Regions from separate parts of the Mus musculus genome. Here all the other regions are linked to region 1. Evidence: chromatin contacts called from public Hi-C and promoter capture Hi-C data. All regions are on one chromosome and are shown on one strand. The core of a region is the stretch at or near the end of the contact, and the rest is flanking DNA. Distances in the headings are between cores, read along the strand shown. Region 1 holds the start of Lap3 (leucine aminopeptidase 3). Region 2 holds the start of Cd38 (CD38 antigen). Region 3 holds the start of Bst1 (bone marrow stromal cell antigen 1). Region 4 holds the start of Cc2d2a (coiled-coil and C2 domain containing 2A). Region 5 overlaps Cd38 (CD38 antigen). Region 6 has its middle 34 kb from the start of Fgfbp1. Region 7 overlaps Fbxl5 (F-box and leucine-rich repeat protein 5).

Region 1 (2,700 bases), core at 94-2,593:
AGGGCCTTCTGCCAAGCACTTAATGGTGTGGCTCCACATTTCTGTCACACGCTCCCCGCCCCAAACACCTGAAATAAGGATGTAAAACCACTGCTCATCATTTGACTTCACAAGGCAATTTACGACTTTTAAAATACTGCCTCCCTTACGGCCACTTCAAGGAGTACTTTTCTCTCATTTGCCAGATAAGGAAACCTAGTCCCTGACACTGGAGCTCCTGCGTAGTTAAACTTTGACAGTGCACATGCCTTCTTTCTGGTCAGGGCCCTTTCCAAAAAACACCCCAGGTACTCCGGACCCATCTTTCCACTGAAGAAAACAGGCGTCCTTAGCAATGGTAAGTGCTAGGTTCTAACTTTCCCAAGATTGTTCATTCTGGGGTTCCATGAGACCAACCTGGGACAATCCAATGTTACCGGCCAGGGCTGGAAAGGTGTCTGCCTAACTCCTCTGCTATCTGTGATAACTGCAGGCGACCTGAGTTCAAAGCTCCATCTGGAACATTCCTCCCTCACCAGGTCCTGGAAGTATGACCTGGAAGTACTCCAATGAGCCCTTCCAGACTTTTCCCATCTGAGGGTCCTTCATAATTTCTCAGACTATGGAGAAGACCCTCTTCCAATTTCAAGATGACCTCTCTCAATAAAACCCTTTCCCCTAAAAGGACAGAAACCCAATCCAGCAGTTTCCTCCCCCAGGGCCTTCCACTTCACTTCAGCGGGGGGAGGGGTCCAGGCCCTGTGACTGGCTACTCTGGAAGCGTAGCAGGCTTTGGGACAATCCTACCGTCGTCCTTTCTAGGGTCTCTGTGAGAACTAAAAGAATTGGCGAACTAGGCGCGTGTAATTTTTCAGAGCTCAGTTAGAGGAGTCAGTAAACACTGGTTAGGTGGAGTGAGCGGTTCTGCTCAGCCTTCAGAACCCAGCACTGTCCAGTTAGGAAGAAAGGACGCGCCCTCGGCAAACAGCATCGGCCGCCCTCGTCGCAAGCCGGGCCCAGGCTGGTGTCCTGCAAACCCAGGGAACTTTTCTGTTCAGCTCATTTCTGCAACTTGATGCGTCCGTCCGACACATCGCGGCCTGGATACGCCGGGTCACCCTGCTGCCCGCCGCCAGGGCTCGCGCGGCCGCCCGAGAGCGAGCCGCCTCCACTCACCTTCGTCATGTCTGCGGTGGACAGACCCCGATCCCAGAGACCTCTCACTCCCAGGCGGCGGAGCGCGACTCGCGCGGCAGCCGGAAGGGGCAGCAAGTACATCTTCTCGGCTCGGCCCTCGGCGCCGCCCTCCAGAGAAGGAGCACGTGGCGCGTGGCAGGGCGCGCGCCTGGAGGCGGGACCTCCGGGGTCGCCGGACGCGCGCTTGGAAAGCCGGACCTGTGCGGGGCCTTGGGGGCGGGGCCGTCGGCAACTGGGCGGAGACCCGCTACTGAGCCTTAGGGAAGGGCGGCAGGCCCTTGGGGGCGGGGCTTCTGTTCTTGCGGGCCGGCGTCGTGGGCGTGGTTTCTGCGGGCTCAGGGGCGTGTCGGCTTGCTCGTGCTCGCGTGGGAAGCCTGAGAATTTGGTTTAAGGCAGTTTAACAGAAGTATGTCAATTTTATTTAACAAGTTTGTGTATACATGGAAGCCCTTACAGGAAAATGAGGATCCTGAAAGTGATCAGGTCCAAGTGCTTATATTGAATAGTAAATAGTTATGAAAAAGTAACTAAGCATAAAGGAAAACAAAAAGAATGTAATAATTAGCTAAATAAGGTTCATTTGGGCAGATTTCTAGCTTCCTTAACGCCTCACCTCGGGTAAAAGTATTTGGGGTAGCAGTAGTTTACATGGTGGTTTGACGTTCTGCTTTGGGGTTTGGGAGACCCAAAGATGGCTCTTCTTGCATTTAGTTCTATTCAAGTGCCTTTTAGGTGCAAAATATTGATGCTCAAGTGGCATACTTTAATGTAGCATATCTGCCATCCTTCATTATCCAATAAGGGCAAGAAGTACAGTGATTACAAAAACTGTTTTGAAGAGTGTCTTATGTAGACATCCGGATATGGGCCATGATTGTCCCCATTAGTAGCCCACCCTCACTACTGACAAGGCTCATATTTTAAAGCTTTGGTCAGCAGCTCTTGGTCAGCAGCTCGTGGTGCTGCAGGGAGGAGGTGGAACACGTAGAACATGGGACCTAGTAGAAAGAAGTTGGGAGGTTTCAAGGAAAATGCTGTGATCCCAGGACCCGGCTGCCTGTCTCTGATTCACCACAGATGAAGAGGCATCCCATCGTATGTGTTCAGCATAATTGCTATGCTGGCCCTAAACCCGTGCACTGAATGACCACGGGAACCTCTGGAGCTAGGAACTAAAGTCTTTCCTCTTTTTAATTTGACAGCTTCAGAAAGTTTTGTCCTGGTGATAAAAAGGTTACTAACGTAATAAGATCAAGTTCCTTCTGCCTTTTTTATTTTGTTTAAGGACATTTCTTCCACAAGAAATGCCTCCAGACCATCCCACTGTGGGTTTTATGTCTCCTACTCCCAAAGCAACCTGTCTCAAATTGCTAATCACCTGTATCCTGCTCGTGTGTGTGTGTGTGTGTGTGTGTGTGTGTGTGTGTATGTGTGTGTGTGTAGGACGTGGCTTTCACTTCTGTGTATTCATGCCAAAATCTAGCATCTAGTCCATATCTAGGGCCTATGCAAACAAGGTGCTCA
Region 2 (2,700 bases), core at 36-2,535, 1.6 Mb after region 1:
TGCATCTGAAGACAGAATGTGAAGTTGGGTTTCTGCGTGTGCCTTCCCAGCCTGCTGGGCTTTCTGTTTGACTTCAGAAATCAGTTCTACGTTAAAATGATGCCAGGGAGAAGCAACATAAATCATTCCCTCTGGGGCAGGTAGTGGGTGGAAGGGGTTCTATGGGCTGACTCTATTGACCAATGAAGATGATGTTCCCAAGGGTCTACACAGGATCACCAAGTGGATTTCGCTTACCTGATGAGTAATATTTCAGTTTTGACAGTCTGTCTTGTTTTGTTTTTATTAATGATCAGGTGCAAAAAAAAAAAAAGACCAGGATGCTGTTTGGGCTTGTTTTTTGTTTTCTTTGTGTTGTAATTAATTAAAATTAATTAACTTATTTTGAGTCAGGTCTCTCTTTGTAACCCAAGCTTGTCCTGGAATTTACAATGTTGCTGTGCAGCCCTTGTTAACCTTGAATTCACAAAAATCCTCCTGGCCCCTTCCACCCCCACAGCAAGCTGAGCAAGCCACCTAGTTAAATGTCGCCTGTGACCTTAACTTTCTGGGCAGGGGCGGTGTCTGATGGAAACCACAAGCCAAAAGACAATGTGAAGTTCCTGTGCCTGAGAGTAATCTTTGTCCCAGAAGCATGGCTGTGGCCAAAGATAGCCCTAAGGGTTCCTTCAGAGTTCAGGACCCTCTGTGGGAAGCGAGCATCTTTGCAGAGCTCAGCAAGGATCGGCGCCCCCATCACAGACACTGCCAAAACGGAGGAGGCATTGTGCAGGCGGTGTTCTGGTAACTTGAACAGGAGACCTTCCGCTCAGCACTGCCCTTCGGCTTCCAGCTGATCCACAACACAAGATTCTTTGTTTGGGACAATCTGGAAGATTCCCCCCCGCCGCGAGAGCTCCAGCTGAGTCACAGCCTGCTTCCCCGGTGTCCCGCTGCGCACTGTGCCTAGAGTGAGCCTCAGAAGCCAACTCACCTCATCTCCGGCCGGAGGATCTGAGTGTAGATGAGGCAGCGTCCCAGGAAGATGTCAGAAAAGTGCTTCGTGGTAGGCTCTCCAGTCCACACCAGGAGTGAGCGCGGCCTCAGAAGTATGACCACGATCCCTACTACCAAGGCGATCAGGACCAGGAGACCCACTCCGAGACCGATCTGGGCTTTCCTAGAGAGGCGGCAGCCAGGTCTGTCCCCAGACACCTGGCTAAATTCATAGTTAGCCATTGGGCTCCCGAAGACTGGCCCAGGCTAGGCAGGAAGAGAGCACAGGGCTGACTGGGTCAGAGCCTGCCCCTCCTCCTTTTTTTCACTTGCTTTTATCTGCTTCCTTTCCCACCCCCTACTCCTGCTCCAAAGTTCCACGGAGGTGACTGGACTAATAAGGCTCTTGGGTTGTCAACAGGCACTCCAACTGCTTACTTCCAGACTCCAGAGCAAACTGACCAGAACCTCTCTCTCCAAGAGAAGACAGCACTTTAGCCTCTGCTGGTACACAAACAACAGCTTCAGAATACTCCTGACCAACAACCTTGACACTTGACATGTTTGCTACTTATGCTCAGGTGTGTGTGTATGTGTGTGTGTAAAATTATTCTCCCTCTCCCTCTCCTCCCTCCCTCTCTCTCTCTGTTCACCCAAATGCCTGGCAATGAATGGCCTGCTTACCTCTACTTCTGAGCTTTGATAAAAATCCTGCCCAAGTATCTTTAAAGTCTCAGCTTTACTCTGCCCCTCTTCTCAGGAGGTATCAGTTCAAACCCAGCCCCAGATGGTAAAGTGCTGTTAAGATAAACTTACCTCTCTGAACTAGATAGATGTGAGCAGAGCCTCACATTCATTACATCAAAGCTTGCTTTGATTAGATGGCTTAATACCTCCTAGGTGTTTAGCATAATCCCTAAGACATAACAACCGATTACTCAATAAATGTAAGTTATTGCTGCTTACTCTAGGGGGTTGACAAAGGTAGGATTTTAGAGTTGATAGGATGCTCGCAACCCATCTCATGTGCAGTAATACTTCATCCCACATGGGAACCCCAAATACAAAGGCTCTTCCTGGCTCTCCTTCCCAAGAAGACCCCGCACTCTTCTGCTTAAACAGAGACTTGTCACAGAATGGATCATGACACAGGATTTTCACGGGACACTTTTCAGGCAGAGGGTACTGGATGCAAGAGCTGGGGCAGGAAAGCCCCTTGTTCTGTTTTAAGATGCGGGAAAGCAGCATTGCAGCTATACTACAGGATGACAGAGAATCCTTCCGAAGGCAGCAGGAGAGTAAGTCTCTGCAGCTCCGTATGTCAGGAGGACTTTTTTAGACTGTGCATTTCATTTTTTTTTAAACGTTTGCTGTCATTTTGCTTATTCATTTTGTGTGCCTCTCTCCCTCTCTTTCTTTTTTTTCCTGTGTTTTCTTTTTCTTTTTTAAAAATACATTCTTTAATCTTTTTTTACAGTCCAGACTTCATCTCCCTCCTGGTACATTCCCTCACCTCCTCCTCCCCACCCCCTCTCCAAGAGGATGTCCCCACCCCTATCCCTACCCCCCACCCCACCAGACTTCCTCACTCCCTGGGGCCCCAAGTATCTAGAGGGTTAGGTGCATCTTCTCTGACTGAGTCCAGACCCAGCACTCTTCTGCTGTATATGTGTTAGGGACCTCATATCAGCTGGTGTGTGCTGCCTGGTTGGTGGCTCAGTGTCT
Region 3 (2,700 bases), core at 32-2,531, 1.7 Mb after region 1:
CACACATTCTGTGCACACAACAAAACAGAGTTCTCCAGTTTAAGGAAAGCAGTCCCCTACCCCATCCCCACCTCCAGACTTATGACAGAAGCAGACAAGGCCACAGATAAAAGTGATGCTAGAAAGTGACAATTTCAATGTCAATAAACCAGGAAACTTCTGGTTTTCAGAACTCTCCTTCTCCCTCTCCCTCCCCCCTCCCTCTCCGTCCCCCTCTCCCTCCCCCTCCCCCTTCCCCTCCCCTCCCCCTTCCCCCCCCTCTGTCTGTGGTGGAGGTACTGCACATGTATCATGTAGTCAACTGTTCTAGCACTGAACCACACCTCTGGCTTTCGCCTATTCATTAAGACACAAGAGTGGAGCTCCTTGTTCAGGTTCATTAGAGGGCGAGTCTCTGGGCCCACTGAGGTCAAGTCAGGAGGCAAGACTTGGGAAGATAGGAGTGGATGCCAAGTGTTGGGAGCAGTTTCCTCTACTGAGTCAGAGTGGCTTCTGGGGCCAGTTTTCACTCCTGAGGTCCAGGACGCCTTTCAAAATCACGTTCTATAGCAATGGTCATGTTGTCCTACCTTTGGTGACAATGACCAACCTGACTTCTTATGTTATTCTCTCATTTTATTTTATTGAGCTGCATCCCAATTAAAAACAACTGGCATGAGAAAGAGTGGTGTAACAACACAAAAAAGCAGATCCAGAGAAGGAAATTATTTCAATAGGAAACACAGTGTGCACAAGGTAGGGGGAACCAGAATCCTCTAGATGGGACAAGGGGAGCTAATTCCCAAGTGGTGCTCAAAATACCCAAACTGGCAGTTGTTGATAGTAGGCAAGGCTCTTTCACTCAAATTCACCTCTAGACTGGTGTCGCATTACAGCTTTCTCCTCACCTCTACACCCACAGGGGCAGCCTTAGCAGTTTCCTCCCGGGTCTGGAAATCCCCTGCACAGGGGATCTTGTCCCTAAGAATCACCTACATACACATCACCTGCATGGAGTCCCGCTAGTCCCTCCACCTGACTTTCCAAAGCCCTCACCTCACCCCACCCTTCTGCCTTTTCACTGTCTGGCTTAGCACTTACCCCAGGCTCAGCAGCGTGGTGTACTCTGCGCAGCGGCCCAGGAAGATGCTCTGGAGGTGAGGAGTGGTACCCTCCCCTGTCCACCGCGCTCTTGCCCCCAGAAGCACTGTCAGCAAGGACAGCCATAGCCACAGCCACAGAGACAACAGGCCTCCCTGGACAGCCATCAAGAAGACTTTGATTCCTCTAGCCCGTGGCCTCTTGGACTCCTCCCAGTTCCTCTTCCACTGAGGAGGCGGTTCCCCTTAGCTGAGCTTTGGCAGGACTCATCCAGATGCCAAGCCAGCCCACCTCCCATCCTCTTTCCTCTTCCATTACGACAGAAATTAAACTTAGGGCATTGCCTGGCAAAAGACGCCTCGTGGAGGGACCCCAAAGGGAATGGGAATTTGAAGCGCGCGCGCGCACACACACACACACACACACACACACACCTCTATAGAAATCTGTTACCATGTGAGCCCTAAGCAAACTTAAATTCTGTCCTGGTTCACACAGTCTTTCCAGGAGAGACATGTGCTACCCTTAGTGAAAATTGATGGCTTTGAGAAAAGCCGAAGGCACAAGGGCACAGACAAGAATCACATGCCATTCCTAAGTTGACTCTTAGGGAGTTTGTCTGGGTGGACTCTGGATGTGACTGACTGGTGCCTGTTTTGTCTTTCCTTTTCTTCCTTTGTGAGGGACATCGTCCACAGGCATCACTTACACCTGCCCCATGGATTCTGGAGCACAGGGCTTGTTTTCTAGTTTTCCAAGTGCTCACAGATAACTTTGTCTGAGAATACAGTACGGTCAGAGCTACACTCCTTTGTAATTTAGGCAGTTTAGATGTGAGATTTGGGGACTTGAATTGATACTAAAATAAGTTCATAATTGTAGGGGACGGTAGGTTAGGTAAAGGAATTTATCATGTAGGATGGATGTGAATTTTTGAAGACCAAAGGATAACTCCAATGAAGCCAAAATACCCATTAGAGATGTTTACACTCATATTCTGGAGTTCTGTGATGATTGCCTTGCATGGTAGTGAAGGCTCTATGCCCCAGTATAAGGGAATATCAGGACCAGGAATGGGAGTGAGAGGGTTAGGGAGCAGGGGGAGGGGAGAGGGGAGAGGGAATTTTCAGAGGGGAAACCAGGAAAGGGGATAATATTTGAAATGTAAATAAAAAAATCTTTCTTTAAAAAAGAAATTGCCAAAAAAAGTAAATAAACAGCAACCCCAAAAGTCCCCAAAACCCCCAAAAAACCAATCACTATAATATGCCAAGATTGTTACACAAAGATCATTTTCAAAAACAATTTCCTAAGTGAGATTTTTTTTTCCTGTGAGGAAAATGTGAATTTCTTTCCTGAATTCCTAAGCCCCGCCAACTACTTTCTTTTGGGAAAACCCAACATACTGTGTTGTGCTAGAGCAGGTCAGTATGAGTAATTCCAATATCTGAATCAAATGTTTCAAGAGATCAGCTACTCAGTGGGCTTCCTTGTCAAAGGGAAACTTTTCACTGCGCTTTCTATACTTCTGTGACAACCTGTGGAATTTCTCTGGACGGGAAAGCAACTCAGCAGATGACACAGAAACTGCAAGTGTGTTGCTAGCCATTTCTAGCGTAG
Region 4 (2,700 bases), core at 29-2,528, 1.8 Mb after region 1:
GCAAGTTACTCTAGCCCCAGCTTCTAGGGTACCAGGTGAGTGACACAGCTGTGTGTGGTCATTTAATCAGATGGACGGGACACCTTTCACTTGATGAGGCCAGGTCAGCACCCAGGCTCTGCTCATGGGATTGCTCAGCTGCACAGGGGGTGCTGGAAGCACCTCTATGGCAGGAGTCCCGCTGTGGGCCAAGCTCTTTAGACCTTTTTACAAGTCTGTTTTGTCACTGATCTCATTATCTGTTTCTACATCTGCTTCCCCAGCAAAGTCTCACCACTGGACCTGGTCTAAGTTGGTTTTGTACACTGTAAACTTGAGTTCTTCATCTGCTGCATCATTGATGCTCACTAAAAACTTGAATAAATGACTCTGTAAGTGAACTCTAGGCCAACTATCTATATACAGATTGATCTATGTTTATATATGTGCATATCTCTCTATCTCTATGTATACATATATGCACATATTTTCTCTATCCATATACAGTTCCCCTCTATACAAAGCATGCTGTCGTTACACTTATTTGCAGAAATGTTATATAAAATGCAATAGCAGACATGTATTTCTCATTAGATTTTATTAGCATTTCATAGCACCTAGCATTTCATAGCACCTAAAATGAAAACAGCTGAGCTGATGGCCAGTAGACTTCTGAAAGCTTGGCAGACCTCAGCCCTGCGGTTCAGAGCTCTTTGTCCAATAACAAGAAAAGTGGAGCTCGCCACACGGAGAGTACTCCCTCCGGCCCGCCCTCCCCTTCCCCGGAGCAGTTTAAACTAAAGGCCCGAAAGCAACACGCAGCTAGTGCTTAGCAGCACACTGACCAGAGAGGCTCTCTGTGAACCGGTTTGCTTTTCCCCTGCAAGCCAGACAGCAGCTGAAATCAGAGCTGTCCCTGCAGTGCCCCCACTTTGCATTGAGAGAGTGAAACTGCAAGCAAGATGAAGGGTCTCTAATGTTAGCAAGATGAGAGTCCCTAACGTTACAAAGCATTCATTCCACTCTCACTGCACCAGGGAGGGGCTGGTTTCTCTGCCGGAACGGAAAGGAGAGGAAAGCAGGACACTGCAGCCTGTCTCTGTTAAAGACTGATTTACCTTCGTCCACTCTACAAAACGAAGTTTGCAGATTCCACTTGCTGGGCTGAAGGGATGAGATGAGAGACCAGTTGTGTCAAGCCAGAGAACCTTTTAGAAATGAGCGAAAGGGTGGGCTGGGGTAAGAGAGGTTACTCCCTGGGAAGCTGCAGCCATATCTCAGGGTTTAAAAAAAAACACCAGCTTAGCAACCAGTTCCCAGGGAAGGTCACTAGGCGGCCGCTTTTTTTTTTTAAAGTGGCAGTTTACTTTTAAGACTTGGAATATGAGCTTGCTGGGCAAGCAGTGGAAAAATAACGTGCTGAAGAGAGACAAAGGGAAAGCAACTGGGCAGCCTAGCAGAGAGGACTCAGGCTCTCAGCAGGGTGTCCTGCCTTATGTCTCTGGGTTGCATGGCCTGTTGGGTCAAGGACAGAAGGTGTTGATAAGTAGAGTGGTTTAGAATCAGGAGGGGCCATGTTGTGTGGAGCTGCCTAGTAAGCAGTAGCAAAGACTATGTGGCCGGGCATCAGAGCTATCAGAGCTCCAGCGTGTGTTGCATTAGGGATGTTGGCTGGCTGTGCACAGAAGCTGGACCGCACACGCCTAACCTCTGTTTCTTCAACTCTTCACTACAAATGACCCAGCGGCCCAGCAGGGATACAGACAAGATGGCTCAAAAAAAAAAAAAAAAAAAAAAAAAAAGGCAAGAAACCAGGAGAAAAGGCCAAGTAGTGAGAACAGTAGTAAGCAGACTCAGACTCTACAGGCCAAAGACAACCACAGATCAAGGAACTCCACAGACCGCGGCCTCCTAACCCCAAGTGTTGTTCCTCAGAAGCCTGCCATTTTGTTTCTTAGACAAGACCTCTGACTGGAAGCTGGCATTTGGTGATTAGGCTAGGCTGCCTGCCTAACTCCAGATCCCTGCTTGTCTTAGCTTGTCTGGTGCTGATAGAACAAACGTGGGCCACCATGCTGAGTGTTAGCCACCTTCAAAGCCAGGTCCTCATGCTTGTGTGATGAAAAGCCCTTTACTAATAGAACTATCTCCCAGCCCCTATTTTCTGTATCCCTAAAGCTCTGGCATTCACTGCATGGGTCTTAGATAGATCTCTGAAGCTAACTAATTCCTAGAGACAATAAATGACTCCAAGGAAATGCATATATTCTCTTTGATACGTACTAACTGACCCCAAGCTGGCATCTCCATCTACTGCAATCACCAAGAAGTACCCCTCTGCTCTAAGTCACTCTGGAGGCAGGTGCTTAGGGAGCATGTCTATGATCCAGAATATTCTGAAACAAGTCAAATTATTTAATTCTAAACCCACCAGCACACTTACCATGCCACAACCTTCCTTCCAGGGAAAACCCCAGTAAAGGGTCTCTTTTGGAGCCTGATGTTTGGAGAATGCTGTTTTTGGAGACTGCTGCTGATTGTGTTTGGTTGATTGGTCTGTCTTTGTATCCCCAGTGCTGGGAATATAGATGCCTGTAGCCACTTGGCTTTTTATGTGGGTGCTGGAGACCTGAGCTCAGTATTTATTCTGGGCCAGTATCTTATTGATTGAGTCATTTTTTTCCCAGCCCAAGAAACAAATTTATATCCATTGTGATATTC
Region 5 (2,700 bases), core at 186-2,685, 1.6 Mb after region 1:
CCCTTTTAAAAGCTCAGCACTTCAGGACTGATATGAAACATGGAAAGTACATCCTTTCTAGGAATGCCATGTCCATCAGGAGACTATGGTAACTGTGATAATTAACCCTTGCACAAAGAAAGGAAATGAGTACCTGTTTTTGTAAAATGGCTCACGGAGGGACCCATTGAGCATCACTTGGACCACACCACAGGCATCTTCTGCAAACTTAAAAAAGAAGTCCGTCAGCCAGACTGAGTGGTGACACATGCCTTTGATTGCAGCACTTGGGAGGCAAAGGCAGGTGGTTGGATCTCTGCTAGTTTGGAGTAGCCTGGTCTACAGAGTGATGTCCAGGACAGCCAAAGCTATACAGAGAAACCCTGTCAAAGACCAAAACCAAGAAGAGAAGGAAGAAGAGGAAGAGGAGGAGGAGGAGAAAGAGGAGGAAGAGGAAGAAGAGGAGGAAGAAAAGGAAGTTCATCATTATTCTTCAGCAATTCCATCCAAAGAGTACTTAGTACTAACTAGAGAGGGAGAGAGAATAGCCTCCCTAGTTCTAGTACAAGAATGGTGAATCTATCCAATAGTCTAAGCCACAGGAAGAATTTACTTTGTATGAATTCTTAATGCAGCCATGGCAATTTGCATGAATGAAAGCACTCACTTGGTATCATGTTCTGTAGATGCTACATCTTATTTAGCAGAAGTAAGGTGGACAATTTAGGGGAACACTGTAGAAAGGGAAGCCCAGGTAAGAGGCAGTGATCCTGAGGCTCTAGAAAGGCATAAAGAAGGAGGGAGTGTGGTGCTTGAATAAAAGAACATGGTTGAACAAGGAGTTTTATTTCTTCATGCAACCAACTTTCAGCTGGGAGGTCTGCTAAGCACTGGAGGTCACCATGTGAACGGAGTACTGTTCAGCTTCCTTTGGAGACAGACCTCTGGGACGTGGGTCTCCTTCCACGACATCTGTGCACATTACTTAACAACATTTCATTGTTATGGCGGGTTGAACAGTTTTAGCCGTCAGTACGAAGAGCTTTGTGAGAACAAAGAGCTTGGATTCCTATGTGCTTCTAGAACTTTCAGTGCTTTATACCTAGTGCATGACACAGGTATGTTTTACTCAGTAAAATTCCAGGGATGAAAAGGATGACAGGAGAAAAGAAGATACTCTGCACTGGACACTAGGAAAGACCAAGAAAGTGCTGTATAGCAAACAGAACCCACGTCCCAAAGAGCGGTCAGGACTCCACTGGTGAAGCTGTGACTGGAAGGGGCCCTTGGTTTAGGAGAACAGTAGTTTGTGGGGAAAGTTGCAGTCGATATTGAATATTCAGTTCATAGATGGCCTTGTACTTTGTTGGGGAACCTGCACTTTACTCTGCGGGTGACTTCTACACTACAGATAGATTCAGAGCTTTATTATGAAGTCCAGTGGTGCTTGTGTAACCACAGAGGGACCAAGTCCTACTCCTTATGATTAATCATTAAGCACTGACCCAGAAGAGTCCTGAACCCTATAAAGGAGAATTCTCACAAGTCCTCTGACACAAAGTAAGCATTGGCACCGTTGGCCTCAAGGTCACACAACTTAGCAACAAGGTGATCTGGGAATTCAAACCTGTAAGAAGAACCATCCTTATTGTCAAAAAGAGGGACTAGTTTGTTTGTCTTCCTCAAAGAGATCCTAGAACAAGGTACAGGTGCACAGTGTCTCAGAAGCCAAGGTGCCTCCAATCACCCTCAGCATCTTAGCCTTGGTACCAAGGCTGAGATGTGATACAAGGAAGCATTTAGTTTATATAAAACATGAACTGCTGTAGGGGGTTTCAGAGATGATGTGGCTGTAAAACATATCCCAAAGTGATAACACAAATGGAAAACATTCTCTGTAAAAGCGAGCAAACAAAAATATACAGCGTCTTTGAGTTTTTAAAACATGCAGTAAGTCTTCAATAAACATTTGTTGTGTAGGTGGGTTCCATTACTTAACAAGCTAGTGATATTTTATTTGAATGCACCAATAGCTATCTAGACTAGGTATGTGTTAATTTCCATTTGGTGAAGATGAAATAAGGAAACTGATCAGAATGTCTAAGAAAATTGGTTTTGGGGGTTGGAAATATAGTGCAGCAGTTAAAGGCACTGACAGATCTACCAGAGAACCTGGGTTCAAATCCTAATACCCATATGGCAGTTTGTAACTCCAAGATCTGACACTCTCACATAGACAGACATGCAGGCAAAAACACCAATTCATATAAAAATAAAGGTAAACAAATTTTAAAAAAGATTTTTACAAGTAGTCGTGATATTGATGGTGTTTCATATGGCTGTTGTGAGGCTAGAGTTCTTAACTCCTGCAAAGAGTTGGACACACATCAAGTGGTCTACAAATGCCAATTATTAAGACTGTTCCAGAAATCAAGTCAATACCTGGGTCCCAGGACTAAGCCAAGCCTAGCATCCTGGTAGACACAGCCAGTGAGTGTTACCTCCTCACTGGGTTAGGTTTCTTCCCCTGAGCTCCCAAGCCTTCCTGGGTGTTCTGAAGTTGTGTAGAAAAATCTTCTGGCATGATTTCCTTTCATACTTTTACACCTAAAATCATCTGTACCCCCCACCCAAAGGGCCAGAAGTCAACCAGTCATGGACTGAACAGTATCTTCAGTGAAAACTCTAGAATTTAACTATTTGTGACTTACCTTTTGGGAA
Region 6 (2,700 bases), core at 145-2,644, 1.5 Mb after region 1:
TCATCACCACATGAGTAACTGTATCAAAGGGTGGCAGCAGTAGGGAGGTCAAGAAGCACTGTTTTAGGACAGAGCCTTTGCTCCACTTTTTGGCTAGAACCTATACAACTTTCCTGCCAACCATGATCAGAGAGTGGAAATGTCTGGCAGAAAATGAATTAGAAATGAAAAGACTAAGACCCGTGCCTGCCTTCCCTGCACCAGGGTTATAAATTGAGACCCACCACAAGCAGCTTTATCTAATGAAAGTTCTGGGCCTCAAACTTAAATCCCATACTTCACCAACAAAGCCATCTGACCAGGTCTATTACTCATCTCAGATGATGGTTTTTCTGTCATAGTTTTAATTCTAGTATATATGAATAGCCAGAGCTCATGGAAACAAAAGCTTTCTAAAATGAGTCATGATGCCGGCACGCTGTGTCCACTGTGTAAGGAGGGGGAGGGGAAGGAGGGGAAGAGAGGGAGGAAAAGGGCAAGGCAGACAACCCAGAGAGGGCTCCCTCAGCACCACCACAGCATGAGGAAGCCTCTCGGGCTGCACTGCCTGGAGAAATGAAGTAGTGATGGGCTGAGGGAACCGCCAGTGTGTCTGCCTTCAGCAGTGAAAAGATCAGCAGGCAAGGAGTACAAGAGCTTTCCCAGCGAGAGAGTGAGGTCGCAGCCGGTTCTGACACCGCCTACAATGGAGGAAGTTGTTTGAAAGTCCCTGTGGAAATCTGGGAGGAAGACAGGGTTCATAGCTCTATTTGTGGTTTGTTCATTTTTAAGACAGGGTTTAACTAGAGAGCCCAGACTAACCTCTAATTCTCCCAACCCTGACTTGGTCTCAGGATTCCAGGGGATTACAGATGTGCAACCGGCTGAATTTATATTACTCAAAAAAAAAAAAAAAAAAAAAAAAAAAAAAGGCGAGGCTAGAGGTGATTGATTCTGTTCCAGCCCAGGTAAATGGGGGAGGGAGGTATAGGCGGATGTTGCGGCTTGCTGATGCTTGTAACATCTGTAAGCTTCAGTTTCCTTTTGTATACATTAGGAATTAAAAATAGCACTCATTTGATATGGGTGAGGAAGCCGGCTTCAGCAAGCAACTCTTATGAGCCTGCTGTATACAGTGCCTGGCGGGTCTAACTCTGCCGAGTCGGGGAACTCCCTTTGAAGATTGCCAGGTACCTCTCGACAGGAACTCTTTCTCACTCTAAGTTCACTTTCTCCGCCCCTCCCCGCAGTCCTCTTAGTCACCCACTTGGCAGCAGCTGGGCCTGAGTTATTCACAGTCTTGCCTAAGCACACCTGGGAGAATGGAGCCAAATGCACGTCCAGAGTGAGCGGTAGTGCCGCAGGCTACCTTGCCCTGCCCTGCCGGCCCCACCGCCTGATGTCGCCTCATGTGCACCGGGCCAATCAGCTCCGCCGCCGTCTCGGCCAGTCACCGCAGGTGCCTCTGCAGCGAACTGGGCGGGAACCGGGCGGGTCCCTTCTTTTCTCAGCCCTAGCTCTGGGAACCTGCACCCCAGATCTGCCAAGATTTCCCCTAGCTCATTCCTTTCGAGGCCCCATCTGGCTAGAAAGGCAGCCACCTACATTCCTAAGAGAAGTAGGGAGGGAGATGGTTTTTATCATTATTTTTAAGGGGGTTGGCTTTAACAAAAATTATTTTGCCTCTTAAGTTACAAAGACTGAAAATGAGAGGTAATTGGAAGGAGAGTTTATATGGGAAGACTGGGAGAAGTGGGAGACAGCCACCCCCTTCCTACACCTCGTACTTCCTTGGAGCCAGGTTATTTATGTGACTCTGACACACTCTAGGGGGGCACCCGTGGGCTCTCTGTTATACCACATTAATTAAGATCGGCAGGGATTTTGAGAAACGACAGACCCTGCTTCTGTGCAAACTTATTTTCTAATCTCCTTGGAAACCTGTGCTTTGCTTTCAAGTTGCAAATGAGGAACCAGAGATCAAGGGAGGGTGACTTTAAGCAATTAGTAAAATGACAGGCCAGGAAGTGGAGTCTCTGCATTTCTTTTTCTCTTAACCCCTAAGAGATCAGTTGACAGCTGAGTTGGATAGGATGAGGAAAGTCCCTTCTCCCTGGCGACTGCCAGGCCCAACCTACCTTCATAGCTTTTCAAGAGACTACTGTGTCCCTTCACGTTGACTTACCCTTCAGTCAACAAATACACGGAGCTAGACAGGGCTCCAAGGTGTTGCTGTACCATGAGGCATACGTTTCCGGGATTGGGGAGGTTAGATGATGAATGACTAGCGACCAGCTATGTAGCAAATTAACTGTTAGGAAAAAAAGCAGAGCATGCTATGAGCGAATTCAAAGAGTGGTGTAGGTGAGAGTAAGTTGCATCTAAAATTGTGTGTGTGTGTGTGTGTGTGTGTGTGTGTGTGTGTGTGTGTGAGTGAGAGAGAGAGAGAGAGAGGGAGGGAGAGAGAGAGAGAGAGAGAGAGAGAGGGTGCTAGTTGGTTGTCTCCTTCTGCCTTTTGGTGGTGGTGAGGTCTGGAGATTGAACTTGAGCAGTCAGGGTTGTGCAGCCAGTGCCTTCGCTTGCTCAGCCACCTCACAGGCCTCTCAAACTGTATTTTAAAATAAGGTTTCAGGACTCCATTTACACTTCAGTGTGAGGAGTCTCAGGCTGGAACAATTAGAAAGCAAGCAGTCGAGAGAGGAGAAAAGGTAGAAGACTTAA
Region 7 (2,700 bases), core at 57-2,556, 1.7 Mb after region 1:
AGTTCAACAGTGAACTGAATATTGGAAAGTAATTGAATAAATTATCTAAAAGAAAAATCAGGTCCTGACAGAGATAAATTAGTACTTGTCTTAGTTACTTTTTATTGCTGTAATAAAGCACCATGACCAAGAAAACTTAGAAGGGTTTATTTAGAGCTTATGCCTCCTTCCGTGTGTGTGTGTGTGTGTGTGTGTGTGTGTGTGTTAACCGGCAGGTATAGTGATTGGAGCTGAGAGCAAAGTACTCAAATCTTAAACCACACACAGGAAACAGGAAGTAGACTGAGCTTGAAATGAACAAGAAATGATGAGGATTTTTAATCTCTTGAAGTCTGTCCCAAGTGACATACTTCTTTGAGTGGGGCCACATCTCCTAAGTCTCCCCGGCAGTGCTGCTAAGCAGGTCCAAACCTCAGATACCAGAGCCTTTGGGGACATTCTCCTTCAGGTCACCACAGTATCATAGTTTTAAGTATTTCACTATTTTGAATGCTCCCTATATTTTTACATTGGAAAAGATGGAGAAATTAGAGAGAGGTTTGATTTTAATTCATATGTGAAAGAAATGTTTGGCTCTTGAGAGGTGTCCAGAATTAGAATGATTAAAGTGTGAATTTCTTGCCTTTAGAAATGTTGATATTAATATTTATGGCCTGTTAGGATAACATAAAATGTATTATGAAAACTTTATAGTATATTTGTAATATATTTTAAAATATCTTTTCTCTATTTTAGTAAAATTTAAAAACCAGAATTGGAGTTAGTAGGGAGCTCAGAGCTTGTTTCAGGGCTGTGTGTGGGAGGTGGTGTGCCAAGGCTGACTGTAGAGTGTAGACACGTTAGCAAGTGCTCTAGCTCTGAGCTGCACCCTGGCTCCAAGGACATCTTTATGCTAAAAGAAAACTAAATGGACTTCCTGTGATCAAGCAGTATATAATGAAGCAAACCTTTATACAACATTACAGTGAAGCAAAACTTACATATATTTGAGGCAGAATCCTACTATGTAGCCCTGGCTGGTCTGGAACTTGCTATGTAGGCTAGGCTGACCTCAAATTTAGAGAACCATTTGTTCCTGCCTCCTGAGTTCTGGCATTAAAGATAAGTGTCTCTACTTCCTGCTAAATGTGTATTACTCTTTGTTTCTAGAATGAGTACGAACAGTTAAATTATGCAAAACAGCTGAAAGAGAGATTGGAGGCTTTTACAAGAGATTTTCTTCCTCACATGAAAGAGGAAGAAGAGGTAAGTAGAGTTTTTCTTTGTTGTGATTTATATTCGTAATTTAACAGAAGATACTATTTTGAGTTGAGTTCCTCAAAAGAAGGAGGAAATGTGCTGTTGATAGAATCAGCTGTTTCTTCTTGGGCACAGGAATGAAATCCAGTGGAATTATAAAAAGCATAGCTTTAATTCTTCTTTTACTGAATGAATGATTTTATTTACTTAAGAATAAGTATATATATATTTTTAAATATTTATTATATATATGTGAGTACACTGTCGCTGTCTTCAGACACACCGGAAGAGGGCATCGGATCCCATTACAGATGGTTGTGAGCCACCATGTGGTTGCTGGGAATTGAACTCAGGACCTCTGGAAGAGCAGTCAGTGCTCTCAACTGCTGAGCCATCTCTCCAGCCCCATAAGTATATTTTTATGTGTGATGGCACTATGATACATTTTCATAATTGTCACTAATTTTTCAGAACTTTTAGAAGATTCTGTAAATCTTTAAATATTTTCTTTTTGCCAGGTTTAAAGAGTTCTTAGTGTTTTTTCATTAGTGGACTTGAGTAATTAAATAGTGGCTAAGTTTATCACTGTTGTGCCTCACATACATGCATTAGCATATCACTAACACACTGCAAAACAATTTGTTTTCTTTGAGTAATAAAGGATGATTAAGTATCCAGTGTAAGATAAAGAGAAACTATCCTATGAGGACTGACTACATCTGCCTTTTTTCTCTTCTAAAGATCTATTTTCATTTTACATGTATGAGTGTGTTTTTCTGCATGTTTGTATGTGCACTTTGTGCCAATGGACAATATCTGTTTTCCTGGAGTGAAGTTCCAGATGCTTGTGAGTCACCATATGGGCACTAAAGCCAAACTCAGGCCCTTCACAGTAGCAGCAAGTAGCCTTAACTGCCTAGCCATCTTTCCAGCTCTACTTTGAAAAACAAAGCCAAAACATTCATTGTGCAATTGGGAATTGTCTCCTTCCACTATGGGTTCTGAGAATTCAACTCAGGTCATCTTTCTTGGGAGCAAATATTTTTACCCACCAAGCCACCTTGTTGGCCTATGAATCCTCTTTTTTTAGTTGTAAATCATTTATTGTAGTGATTTGCAATTATGTTTTCATTTTATAATGCCTTGATAATAAAATGAAGTGTAGGCTACCCTCAAAACTCTACTTGGGATAGGCAGCATTGCCTTGGTGTTCTTCTTTGGTAGTTGATATTATTCTTTACATTGTAGTATGTAGCCTGTGCTGAAACCAAGGTAACAAACAGTCTTTTTTCTTTTTGAAAAAAAAATTTTTTTTCTAATATAATATATCCTGGCTATGGTTTCCCCTCTCTCTACTCCTCCTGGCTTCTCTCTACCTCTCCTTCTACCTGGATCAAATTCCTTTTCTGCTTCTCATTAGAAAACAAACAGGCTTCTGTGGAATAGTAAAATTATAATAAG

The links. Promoter capture Hi-C pulls out the DNA fragments that hold promoters and counts their contacts. Hi-C and Micro-C count contacts between places; a contact is called where the count stands out from the background. Capture Hi-C pulls out chosen DNA fragments and counts their contacts.
Region 2: a promoter capture Hi-C map of embryonic stem cells shows a contact between it and region 1, with 4 times the contacts expected there. The contact joins the promoter of Cd38 here to the promoter of Lap3 in region 1. A contact is called at or near these places in 11 of 39 promoter capture datasets (the 3T3-L1 cell line, 3T3-L1-derived adipocytes, cranial neural crest and 7 more), 1 of 484 Hi-C or Micro-C datasets (B cells), 5 of 115 datasets of contacts at active chromatin or transcription factors (differentiating embryonic stem cells, embryonic stem cells, forebrain and 1 more) and 1 of 9 other capture datasets (embryonic stem cells).
Region 3: a promoter capture Hi-C map of pre-B cells shows a contact between it and region 1. The contact joins the promoter of Bst1 here to the promoter of Lap3 in region 1. A contact is called at or near these places in 7 of 39 promoter capture datasets (the 3T3-L1 cell line, cranial neural crest, hippocampal neurons and 3 more) and 6 of 115 datasets of contacts at active chromatin or transcription factors (differentiating embryonic stem cells, embryonic stem cells, large pre-B cells and 2 more).
Region 4: a promoter capture Hi-C map of adipose tissue shows a contact between it and region 1, with 3 times the contacts expected there. The contact joins the promoter of Cc2d2a here to the promoter of Lap3 in region 1. A contact is called at or near these places in 5 of 39 promoter capture datasets (the 3T3-L1 cell line, cranial neural crest, frontonasal cranial neural crest and 2 more), 2 of 115 datasets of contacts at active chromatin or transcription factors (astrocytes and forebrain) and 1 of 9 other capture datasets (adipose tissue).
Region 5: a promoter capture Hi-C map of liver shows a contact between it and region 1, with 4 times the contacts expected there. The contact joins the enhancer-like site here to the promoter of Lap3 in region 1. A contact is called at or near these places in 5 of 39 promoter capture datasets (3T3-L1-derived adipocytes, liver, neural stem cells and 2 more) and 1 of 115 datasets of contacts at active chromatin or transcription factors (astrocytes).
Region 6: a contact with region 1 is called in a promoter capture Hi-C map of the C10 cell line, with 2.8 times the contacts expected there. The contact joins the enhancer-like site here to the promoter of Lap3 in region 1. A contact is called at or near these places in 6 of 39 promoter capture datasets (the C10 cell line, hippocampal neurons, liver and 2 more).
Region 7: a contact with region 1 is called in a Hi-C map of CD8 T cells, with 2.5 times the contacts expected there. The contact joins the enhancer-like site here to the promoter of Lap3 in region 1. A contact is called at or near these places in 6 of 39 promoter capture datasets (the 3T3-L1 cell line, cranial neural crest, liver and 2 more), 4 of 484 Hi-C or Micro-C datasets (CD8 T cells, embryonic stem cells, olfactory sensory neurons and 1 more), 5 of 115 datasets of contacts at active chromatin or transcription factors (astrocytes, embryonic forebrain, embryonic stem cells and 1 more) and 1 of 9 other capture datasets (liver).

The regions. Positions count from the first base shown.
Region 1 is chr5:45,492,017-45,494,716 of GRCm38.p6, reverse strand. Lap3 (leucine aminopeptidase 3) reads right to left here and starts at 1,343. Exons shown (of 13, transcript NM_024434.6): 1 at 1,156-1,343. The coding sequence starts at 1,257.
Region 2 is chr5:43,867,394-43,870,093 of GRCm38.p6, reverse strand. Cd38 (CD38 antigen) reads right to left here and starts at 1,285. Exons shown (of 8, transcript NM_007646.5): 1 at 974-1,285. The coding sequence starts at 1,218.
Region 3 is chr5:43,817,474-43,820,173 of GRCm38.p6, reverse strand. Bst1 (bone marrow stromal cell antigen 1) reads right to left here and starts at 1,281. Exons shown (of 9, transcript NM_009763.3): 1 at 1,081-1,281. The coding sequence starts at 1,247.
Region 4 is chr5:43,660,957-43,663,656 of GRCm38.p6, reverse strand. It overlaps Cc2d2a (coiled-coil and C2 domain containing 2A), which reads right to left and starts at 1,278. Exons shown (of 38, transcript NM_001359906.1): 1 at 1,098-1,278.
Region 5 is chr5:43,903,671-43,906,370 of GRCm38.p6, reverse strand. It overlaps Cd38 (CD38 antigen), which reads right to left. Exons shown (of 8, transcript NM_007646.5): 4 at 2,691-2,700; 5 at 134-207. Among named protein-coding and RNA genes, the nearest start is that of Gm16015, 4.9 kb to the left of the region's middle. Within about 2 kb of position 1,435, at least 5 of the 459 cell types and tissues checked have an H3K27ac peak or open chromatin away from gene starts, as enhancers often do. A contact at or near this core is called in liver, where this site is marked.
Region 6 is chr5:43,946,890-43,949,589 of GRCm38.p6, reverse strand. No RefSeq gene overlaps it. Among named protein-coding and RNA genes, the nearest start is that of Fgfbp1, 34 kb to the left of the region's middle. Within about 2 kb of position 1,394, at least 291 of the 459 cell types and tissues checked have an H3K27ac peak or open chromatin away from gene starts, as enhancers often do. A contact at or near this core is called in liver and second pharyngeal arch cranial neural crest, where this site is marked.
Region 7 is chr5:43,769,282-43,771,981 of GRCm38.p6, reverse strand. Fbxl5 (F-box and leucine-rich repeat protein 5) reads left to right here. Exons shown (of 11, transcript NM_001159963.1): 3 at 1,150-1,245. Among named protein-coding and RNA genes, the nearest start is that of Fbxl5, 12 kb to the left of the region's middle. Within about 2 kb of position 1,306, at least 42 of the 459 cell types and tissues checked have an H3K27ac peak or open chromatin away from gene starts, as enhancers often do. A contact at or near this core is called in CD8 T cells, where this site is marked.